Linked DNA regions of Hordeum vulgare: region 2 is linked to region 1. A link is a contact called in public Hi-C data. All regions are on one chromosome and are shown on one strand. The core of a region is the stretch at or near the end of the contact, and the rest is flanking DNA. Distances in the headings are between cores, read along the strand shown. Region 1 has its middle 12 kb from the start of LOC123410662. Region 2 has its middle 16 kb from the start of LOC123407374.

The links. A called contact is a pair of places that touch in the nucleus more often than the background predicts.
Region 2: a contact with region 1 is called in a Hi-C map of leaf, with 2.7 times the contacts expected there. The contact joins two enhancer-like sites. A contact is called at or near these places in 3 of 6 Hi-C or Micro-C datasets (all in leaf).

The regions. Positions count from the first base shown.
Region 1 is chr7H:557,855,044-557,859,900 of MorexV3_pseudomolecules_assembly, forward strand. No RefSeq gene overlaps it. Among protein-coding and RNA genes, the nearest start is that of LOC123410662, 12 kb to the right of the region's middle. Within about 2 kb of position 1,743, at least 1 of the 3 cell types and tissues checked has open chromatin away from gene starts, as enhancers often do. A contact at or near this core is called in leaf, where this site is marked.
Region 2 is chr7H:558,379,844-558,384,754 of MorexV3_pseudomolecules_assembly, forward strand. No RefSeq gene overlaps it. Among protein-coding and RNA genes, the nearest start is that of LOC123407374, 16 kb to the right of the region's middle. Within about 2 kb of position 1,873, at least 3 of the 3 cell types and tissues checked have open chromatin away from gene starts, as enhancers often do. A contact at or near this core is called in leaf, where this site is marked.

The DNA of each region.
Region 1 (4,857 bases), core at 493-2,992:
ATTTGGTGCGCCCGCTTCCGCACGCTGCACACTCGAGCGCTCGCACCGCACTCTCCCCATCGCGCCACCTTCGCCCGCCGCGCGCCGCCGCCGGCGAACTGACCCGATGGACGCCCCCGCCGGCACCCCCCTCACCCCTTCCTACACCCGCGACCCCTCCGTGGTCGTCGCCGTCGCCGCAGACCCTAGCACGGGGAGCTTTGGCTTCGCCTCATGGAAGGCCTTGGCGGCATGGGAGGCATGAGTTTTGCGTCTCCCATGGAAGGCATGGGAGCACCTCCGGGCGCCATGGGCGGCATGTCTTCCAGTGTGCCAACACCTTCGCATGATGTTGTTGAAGAACTTGCCAACACCGCGCACGAAAATGAAGTGGAGGAGGAAGAATCCGCTTTGGATGATGAATCGGAGGAAGAGGAAGATGAAGACGAGGACGAGGACGAGGCTTGATTCTTGATGGTTCATTCGTTGGTGTGAACTTTTTTATGTGGGCATGAACTTGATTGGATGATCTTGTGGGCATGAATTTTTTATGTCATCATGAACTTGTTTGTGTGATTAATTATGTCATGTCTTTGTTTTGATGTTTGAAATTAATTTTATGTTTAAAATGTGTCAAAAATGCAACATATGACAAGCGCTGGCTGCTCGCACGCGCTGTATTTTAGCCCGCCTGCTGGAGCTACGTGCGGGCGCTCCATTTTAACACGCCTGCTGAAGGCTGCGCTGGCCGCCGCGCCAAAACAGACAAACAACGCGCTGCAAATTGTTTTTTAACGCGTCGCGAGTAGCGCGGCTGTTGGAGATGCCCTTAGGTCAGGCGATTGCAGGAGGTTTCCGTATTTCACGCATATGGTGAATAAGCAAAACCCATCCGTGGTGCACGTGCCGCTCCAGTCACAATGGGCCATACTAGGAGGGCATCCTTGTTGGGCGAAGGCTACCCTGCAGTTAAATAAACATTGCTCGCGATTACATGGAAAGAAGCTCCTGATTGTTTCGCTTTGACAAATAACGCCCCCTCGAGCTGCAGCAATAAGAAGAATAAACAAACATCATGAATTAATACATCCCCGTTTAACTAATTTTTTAGCAAAGAAGAAGAAGAAGAAGAAGATGATGAAGAAGAATGCCACCAAAGTTTAATGTGTAGCTGCGTGCATTGATCCGGTTATCCAGTTTAATCTGTGATACAACGTACGTACCCGGAACCGGCACTAGGAGTAGGAGGATGAGGAATGCGAGACGCAGGAGCAGCGTCGTCAGGGTAGCCAACCTCATATTGGCAGAATTGTGAGAGTGAGACGTGTAGGAATCCAAGAACTGTGATTCTACCAGCGACGGCCACTGTGGCCACCGGGCTATGAGCCTTTTATAGAGGAGAGGACGGGCAGAATTCGTAGTGCTAGCTAGTGTCGTCTATGCAGCAGTGTTGCTTTCCCGCAGCATGTGTCAAGAGGCCAAGAAACGGAAACGCCTCGGTGCTTGTTTCACTGGCGCCGATCCATCCCATCCATCCTCTAGATCAGCTGAACCAGCTGATCGATCCAGTCGTCCACCTGCTGTTGCTGCTGTGAAATAATGCAGATGCGACGCCGTCTGAGAGAGACCGGTCGACCGGCACGCGAGCCAGTCCAGCTTCTTTCCGATCCAAGACGGACAAGCGAGCGTGACAACATCCCCTTCCCGTTGCTGTGAAATAGAGAGGCACCGTGCTTTTCCCGTCCAGTTTTCTCTTTTCTGGCCGGTCAGCGCACGGCCCACGACGCGAGCGCAACATCCCCTTCTGCGAAGCTTGCGTGACCGTGTGTGGGTGTGCGTCGGCCGTCCGCGGCGGACGGCCACTCGAACCAGCAGCCGCTGCGTTCCGGCAGGATAATATCTGAACATACGGAGAAAGGGCAGGCAGTGTTCAATCATTTCAGTGAGCTCCTGGGGGTGAAACAACAAAGACCAAGAACGATCAATTGGGAGAGGTTGGAGGTTCTAAGGCCGCGGTTGCAAGGGTTGGACAATCCTTCCTCTGAAGCTGAAGTGTGGGCTGCGGTCCTGGCATCGCCCGCAGAGAAACCACCGGGCCCTGACGGCTTCACGGGGCAGTTTTTGAGAAGTTGCTGGCACATAATCAAGGATGATTTGATGGAAGTTTTCCACAAGTTCTAGAGCATGGCAGGAACCAACTTTTCTGAGATCAACACTGCCTTCCTCGCCCTGCTTCCCAAGAAAGACGGGGCCACAGAGCTCAAGCATTTTCGCCCCATATATAAGCCTGATTCACTCCATTGCCAAGCTCGTCGCCAAGGTGCTCTCTATTAGGCTGGTTGCGGCACTGAAAGACATCATCTCGCCAGCCCAAACTACTTTTTCAGAAAGGCAAATGCTTACATGATAGCTACCCCTACGTCCAAGGTTGCGTTAAAGCTTTGCATAGGAATAGAAAACCGGCGATGCTCGTCAAATTAGATATAGCTAAGGCGTTCGATTCGGTCTCCTGGGACTACATCTAAGAGCTTCTTCGAAGGTTAGGATTCAGTGCGCGCTGGCGTGACTAGATCGCTTTTCTCCTCTTGGCTGCATCGTCTTCCTACCTCCTAAATGACATTTGGGGCAGGCAGATCATGCATAGAATGGGACTGTGAGAGGGCGACCCGCTTTCGCCGTTGCTGTTCATCTTAGCCATAGACCCTCTGTTAGGTTGATCTCTTCCGTGTGGGCCCAACGGCCCACCGGGCCCTTGATCTATGCGCCCTGATCGGGGGCGCCCCACCCGTTATGGTTGATGGGCCCCTGTGACATGCGCTATATATAAAGTGGTGGGGGCCGGGGCGGACGGTACGAGGTTCACCGCGTCGCTAGACTCCCCATCTAAATCCCCTTCCGATCTAGGGTTAGCGCAGTGCTCACGGGAAGCATCACCCACGACCACACCTCTTCCCTCACGCCACCGACGACTACACCGGCACTGATGGCCGGAGCAGGGAGTTCCTCGGGCTCGGGACTAGGTGAGTAAAAGGTTTCACCGGATCTATCTATGCCTAGTCGATCTACGGCTTCAACATTGGTATCATGAGCCGCTAGGCAAGAATTCGTTCGGTTAAAGAAAAGCAAATGTCTTTCCCCTCCCCACATGAACCCTAGATGGGCAAGTACCGAAGACGGCCTGAAGCCTCGTCGGAAAAGAAGCGCCGCCGCAAGGCCGCGCCTGTTCCTCTCGATCCCACACGCATCGGCAAGCCGAGGTGTGGGGAAGAAGAACCTACCTCCTCGGAGGCAAAGTACGGATCTAGATCCAAAAGAAAAAACCAAGAAAAGTATACGGATCCGATCCGCAAAAGGCAAGAAAAAAAGGGGAGAGGAACATGCAAAGAAAAGAAAGATTCGCCCTACGGATCGCAACGAGGCACCACGGCCAACCCATTCGACGGCAACGCGCTCCCGCAAGGGAACGCGCCACCGGCGAAAGGGGAGGCCACGGCGCCATGACTCTGTCTCTCTTGAGAACGAAAAGGACAACAGGGTAGTTGGCATCCCAACACCTCCCTTGACGGCGGCGCACTCTCCCTCGGGAGAGGTCGCGCACCGGCAAGGGGAGTGAAGGGCGCCGCCGCTGCGATAGGAAAGGGGCACGGCCACCCGCAAGGAAGCACGCGACGTGGGGCTTTAGGCCACCACGGTCAGCGGCCACAGAGAAACCATCGTGCGGCGTGGGACCTTTCGGTCACCACGGCCGGCGACCTTCCCAGCACTCTCCGGCGGGGTTGCAATCCCCGCACGAGGAGGGGCCGAAGGCTGCAGGGAAGAGGGCGAGATTTCGCAAGAGAGAAAGAGGCCGAGTCGAGCATGCAAGAAGGGCGAGCGCGAGATGCGCGGCCGCTCTCGTTGCCGACGCCGGTGACCGGAGCTGCGGCTCATCCCGCGAGCGGGGTGGGCGACGTGCTCGGTAGGCCAGGGCGACGGGGACGAGAGAACCGAGAAGGAGAGCGGTGGGCTATGGGGGAAATGCCTTGGGGTTTCTCCCTCCAGCCGGGTTCACCCCTTTTTGTTCATAGCGAGGAGCACGGGGGACCGTCGGATCCATCTGGACGGCTGGGATCCCCCCTTGTGCTAACCCTAGGCGCGGCTCGGGCCTCTAAGGCCGGCGGGAGGCAGGCCGGCCCAGGCCAGGACGAAGTGGCGCAGCGACCTGCGGGCGCGCAAGGGGAAATGGGCCTTCGGGCCAAAAGCAGTAAAAGCCCTAGGGCCGGCTCTTTTTTAGGTTTTAAAGGATTTTAAGTTTCTGTCTATTTAGACACATATAAAAGTGTTTTCTAGATGTTTTTTCTATGAAAATATGTTTAGAAAAATAGAAAGTAAAAATGTTCAAAGTTTTTGTGAATATTTACAGAATTGTTATATAATTTTTCTGTAAAGCAAAGTAGAAAGTATTTTGAGAATAAAATAGCTTTCTCAGAAATGGAATAGTTCATGAATTTTATAAAAGCATTAATAAAGTTCATGAATTTTACTTTAAATGTGAGTATTATTTTCTGTAAAGTTAAGAGGCACATGAAATTTTATTTCACGTTTTCCGCTGCTAAAAGCAATATGGAATATGATCATGTTGTTATTCTGACCGACGTTGTTTAATCACACGGTCATATTGCATATTGCAAAATGATGCATTTATTTCTATCATTTGCCCAACGGTAATGTAGATTAATATGCATAGGCAATTATATGATTATGTTAACCAACGTTATTTAATGCATATGATTGTCGTACTGACTTCGCTTGTTTGGTGATTTCAGGAGGTTTCCATCTGATGAGCTGCCTCAAGGAAATTCCGACACTCAGGGGAGACAACTACTCTGAGTGGAGGAA
Region 2 (4,911 bases), core at 623-3,122, 520 kb after region 1:
GGGTCTATGCCTCCTGACCGCTCATGGATGACGCTCGCGATGCCGCCTTCTTCACTGACGCCTCATGCTGGAGCGCGTCGGTGAGCCGCACCACCTCCGCCGCGTGGGCAGTCTTCAACTGCTCTAAGGACCCCGCTCGGCCTCGAGCTCCCTCCCCATCCAGTCGCCGTCACTCACGACCTCGTCGCCCTTGTCCAAGAGATCCGTGAGCGGGCGGCGCAACTCTGCCGCCTCGGCCACGGGGATGGCCCCTTATGCATTAAAGCACCAGTCAGCAGTCGTCTCGACAAGAAGACATCAAAAGCAAGGAAGATTTGGCCCGGCTGTTGCGCAGCCGGCCCGAATCTCGGGGACTACACCCAGTGGATGCACTCGCGCCCACCCACCAACTCAAAGACGTACCTCTCGCCTTCTACAACTCGGTCGTGCGGAGGTCGAGCTCCTTCAGGACCTTTAATTAAGAGTTCTTGTTGAGCATACATAGCGTGGCCGCCTCCTTAAAGATCATGTCACGCTTCGCTATGTTCTCCTATGAAGAAACCACGGGAGAAGATTAGAAGACAAAAGAAGATTTGGCCCGGTTGCCATGCAGCCCCACAGCTGGCCCGAATCTCAAGGACTACACCCAGTGGGTGCGCTTGCACGCCCCCACTAAAAAGCATGCAAGAAAGAATTTACAATGCTTATCTGAACCGCCCTCTCCACCAGCTGGAAGTTACTCACCGTCGACTGGCCAAAGCCGGCTATCCCGTGGTGGTACGTCACCATCATATCTGTCGCACCGGCCGGCACGATGGCCTGCCCGCCGACCGAAGAACTTGCCCCCGTCGCTCCCGGGGCACGGCTCAGCTTCGCCCACTCCTCCAACACGGATGACATCGATGGGCCCGTCCGGCCGGCCCCGCCGATGCCAGACACTCCACGCGTTGCCGGGTTCGGCCGCGCCGACAAATTAACCAGGGCCCGGTCATCACAGCCCCCAGCCTCACACTAGGCCGGCACCCCTGGTCGGACGTCGGACTTAGCACGTCCTCAACCACAACCGGCTGCACGGCCGGCGGCGCCTCCATCTCTGAGGCCTGCTCTAGGGACGGCTCCCGATGCGGCTCCGTGCGGGTCGGCGAGACCTCCCAGGCACGAGCCTCGGGGGGCCACCAGTGTCATGGTGTTGCTCGCTGCTCTGGCCGAAGGGCTGGTCGAGGCGGCCGCCACGGCCACCGTGGTTGACGACTTGGCCGCACGAAGTTTGCGGGTCACTCCTTTCAAGTCGCGCCATCGATGCATGCTCCGCGGCCAGTTTCGTGGCACTCTCTCCCCCGAGACCCGATGGGGCCAGCGGTGGGAGTTCAATGGTCATGCTGCCAAGAAGGAAAGAAAAGGGCACGAGCTTAGTATTGCAAATCAGAGGCAAAAAGAAAAGAGAGGACGAGCTCCAAAGGAAACTTACCCCGAAACGAGGGGGATTGGGCGGCCGCTGTGCCTTTATGCCCTCTGTGCCGGTAGACGAGTTCCCGGCGTGAGCATGGCCGAGCGAGCCTTCTTGGTGGCTGAGGCAATCCGCAAGCCTTCTTGGTGGCCGAGGCAATCGGCGACCCTTCGACCGGCCACTTCTCCATGCGCCTCTCCTCCGCCGTCTAGCGAGGGTTGACTATCCCGCAGTCGGCTAGTTCCTAGATGGGACCTCCTTGCTCCCTCCTCGCTGGCGGCACTCGGGCGGCTCCATTGCCGCAGGCGATGCATCCACAATGCGCACATCATCATCATCGTCGTCGGTCCAATCCTTCAAAGTCACGTCGGGGTGGGACCCACCACATACTCTGGCCCCACCGGCGGCAGCGCCAGTAGGTGCCTCCACCTCGCCCTCCTACACCTCCGCACTTCTGAGCCTCGGGGGGCTGCGAAGCCGTCCCTTTCCTACTCATAGTCCTCGGAGTCGGAGTCCTCTCAGTCCGGCACAAATACTTGCGGGTTCGGACCGTGTGTCGTCAGTTGCCGGCTAAAAAGTTGAAAGGAGCACGACCACGCATCAGCCACCACGTCAAGAAACAAAATGCAACTTGGGTCAGTCGGAACTTATCGGCGGCGCACAGATGTTGCGGCACAACGGCTCCATGCCAAACCACCACCCATCCACGTGTAGCTTGAATTGGGTGATGGCATTCACCCTGGTGGCTATCTTGCTCGATGCCAACTCGATTGTCGACAGCCGGCATGGGTCCTTCCGGAGACCCATGTCGTATATTCAGTGTAGCCGCTCCTGCAGCGGCATCACCCGGAAGGAGATGAAGGTTGCCACCAGATCCGGGGACAGCAACCCCAGGGGAGCCATGAGCTGCTTCACCCGGGCCACAACCTCCGTAACCTCGTCGTTGCGTACCTCAAGGTCCCGGTTTCCCCCAGTCGACGGCTCATCGGTGAACAGCGGGAGGTTGAGCCAGTCTCGCCCTTCCTCGATGTTGCGGGCGTAGAAGAACGACTGCTGCTAGTTTTTGTAGGATTCGATCAGCTTCATGTGTGGCAAGAGCGCGCTCCGCCGAGCATACACCACCACTCCGCCGCAGGAGTACGACACCTCCTCGTTCTTCTGCGTGCAAAAATGGAAGAACAGTCAGAACAAGGAAGAAAAGGGCCAGAAGCCCAAGTATCCCTTGCACAGCGTGGAAAAGCACGTGAGGTACAACACCGAGTTGGGCCCGAGATGATGCATATGGAGCCCGTAGAGTTCCAAGAACTGTCGCATGAAGCAGCTCACCGGCAACCCAAAGTCGGCGGTCAAGTGTGTCCACAACACCATGCGCTTGCTGGCACGCGGCTCCGACATGCGCTCGTTCCTCGCTACGCGCGCCTCCGCCCACTCCTCCGAAAGGATCCTGCGTGTCCGTCGGAGGTAGTCAATGTGGGCCTCCGTGATCATGGGGCCCTCCCATGAGTCGGCGGGCAGCGTGGCCATCTCTGCGTCCGTCGACAGCGGGGTGGAGAAGAATAAGTTGGAGATGCGGCCCCCAGCAAATCGACCGCAGGAGAGTGTTACGGGCATGTGGAGGGAGAAACGGCGGCGGTGAGCGGTGCGGGCGTGAGGAGGAATGTGAAGTGGCAGCATGCGCTGCGGGCACGGGGAGGAAGGATGAATGGCGGCGAGCTCCAGTCCAACGCTAGCGCGAGGTGGGAGACGAGGCGGCCGTGTAGAAGGCTTGTGCCTACCAACTCCGTGATGATCGGCATGCTGACCACTATGGCGCCTCGCCGGCGTCCCCCTCGCCGGTCGCCGGACAAGACTCGATAGCCGACGGGCCCGTGGTCAGCTAGAGAGGCTGTCTAGCGGGTCCCGCCCCTTCTTTCCCGCATTAGTGTACTCCTTCGGCTACCCTATAAAGTCGACCCCCAGCCCCGACAGAGAGGGGTTGGCTGGCTGGCACCCAAGTACTCATAACACTTCACTTTAGACACCCCACAGAGGCAGCAAGACTGGTAGCGAGAGCTCCATCTTCCTCCTCACGAATAGCTCGAGGAGCGCCCTTGTATTGTGATCACCTATAGTCACACCAACAGGACTAGGGGTTTTACCTCATCGGAGGGCCCTAAACCTGGATAGATCGGTGTCATGTGTCTTGTGCCTTCACCCGTTCCCAGACGCTGCCAGCGCCCATTGGCCCCAAACCACGAACTAAGCAGCCCCCTAGCAGCTGCCACAGAAATGCCACGACACATCGGGTTAGGGTGGCAGCCCTCCCGGCTCACCTGCTGCTTAGTGGCTGGTGGTTCATGTAGTAGGTGGCGAGAGCAGAGAGCCGCAAATCGCTGTTTATAGGTTCTCCTCAGAGGTGGCTTGTTCACTTGGGCAAAAGCCCCTGCTCCGGTTGGAGCCAGCGATGGCAACCCTCGTGGGTGTTGCTTACCTCCTTGGAGGCATCGCTAGCACAGTGACTTCCCCTTCGAGGCATCAGGGGAAACCCTTGTTCTTTGTCCACCCGAAATGGTTGATGGCGGCGTGCTTCGCGCTGCATTCCTACCTGAAGGCGTTCACTTGGTAGATTCATGTGTCAGCATCATTTAGGCGCGGCTACTCCTTCAAGTGGTTTTGGTTCTTCCATCCAAAGTCGGGTTAATGTGGTCTAATCCTATCTAGACCAACTCGTTCATGTACGACACATATCCCCTTTGCTATGGTGTTGTTGGGTAGCAACCAAACGGCCAATTTACAAGGATCACCTTGCTTGGTCAGATGGAGATAGAATCTGAAACCCCAGGGGGAACCCCTAGCCCACGTCCTTCTGGTGCGAATGATAGCGCCACAACTGGTGTCGTGGCCCTTCTTGAAGGCACCGTCTTGGGGTCTGTTTGGTTGACGTGTGGGTGGTCCTTGTCGTGCGGTGTTGGTAGTGGTAGTTGATACTTGTGGTCTGCGTCGGGTTTTCCGTGAAGAGGAATGGGTTATCGCAGCACAATGTGGGCAAGTATTTCCCTCGGTTATGAAACCAAGGTTTATCGAACCAATAGGAATATCAACCACAACTGTCTTCAACGGCTGCACACAAAAGAACAAACAACTTGCACCCAAAGCGGGCAAGAGGATTGTCAATCCCCTTGTACTTGTTATTTGCAAGCGAGTGAGGTGTGTAGATAATTGTATATAGTTCTAAATTGAAAAATAAAATAAATGCAAGTAAATGGCAGCAAGGTATTGAAGGTTTTGTAAATATGTTGTGAATAGACCCGGGGGCCATACTTTTCCCTAATGGCATCTCTCTTGAAAAATAGCATACGAGGGGTAAACAAATTACTGTTGGGAAATTGACAAAAAAAGTGGATAGTTATGTGATATTCACGGCAATGATCATGTGTATATAGGCATCATGTCCGTAAACAAATAGGCCGACTCCTGCCTGCACCTATTACTATTACTCCACTCAT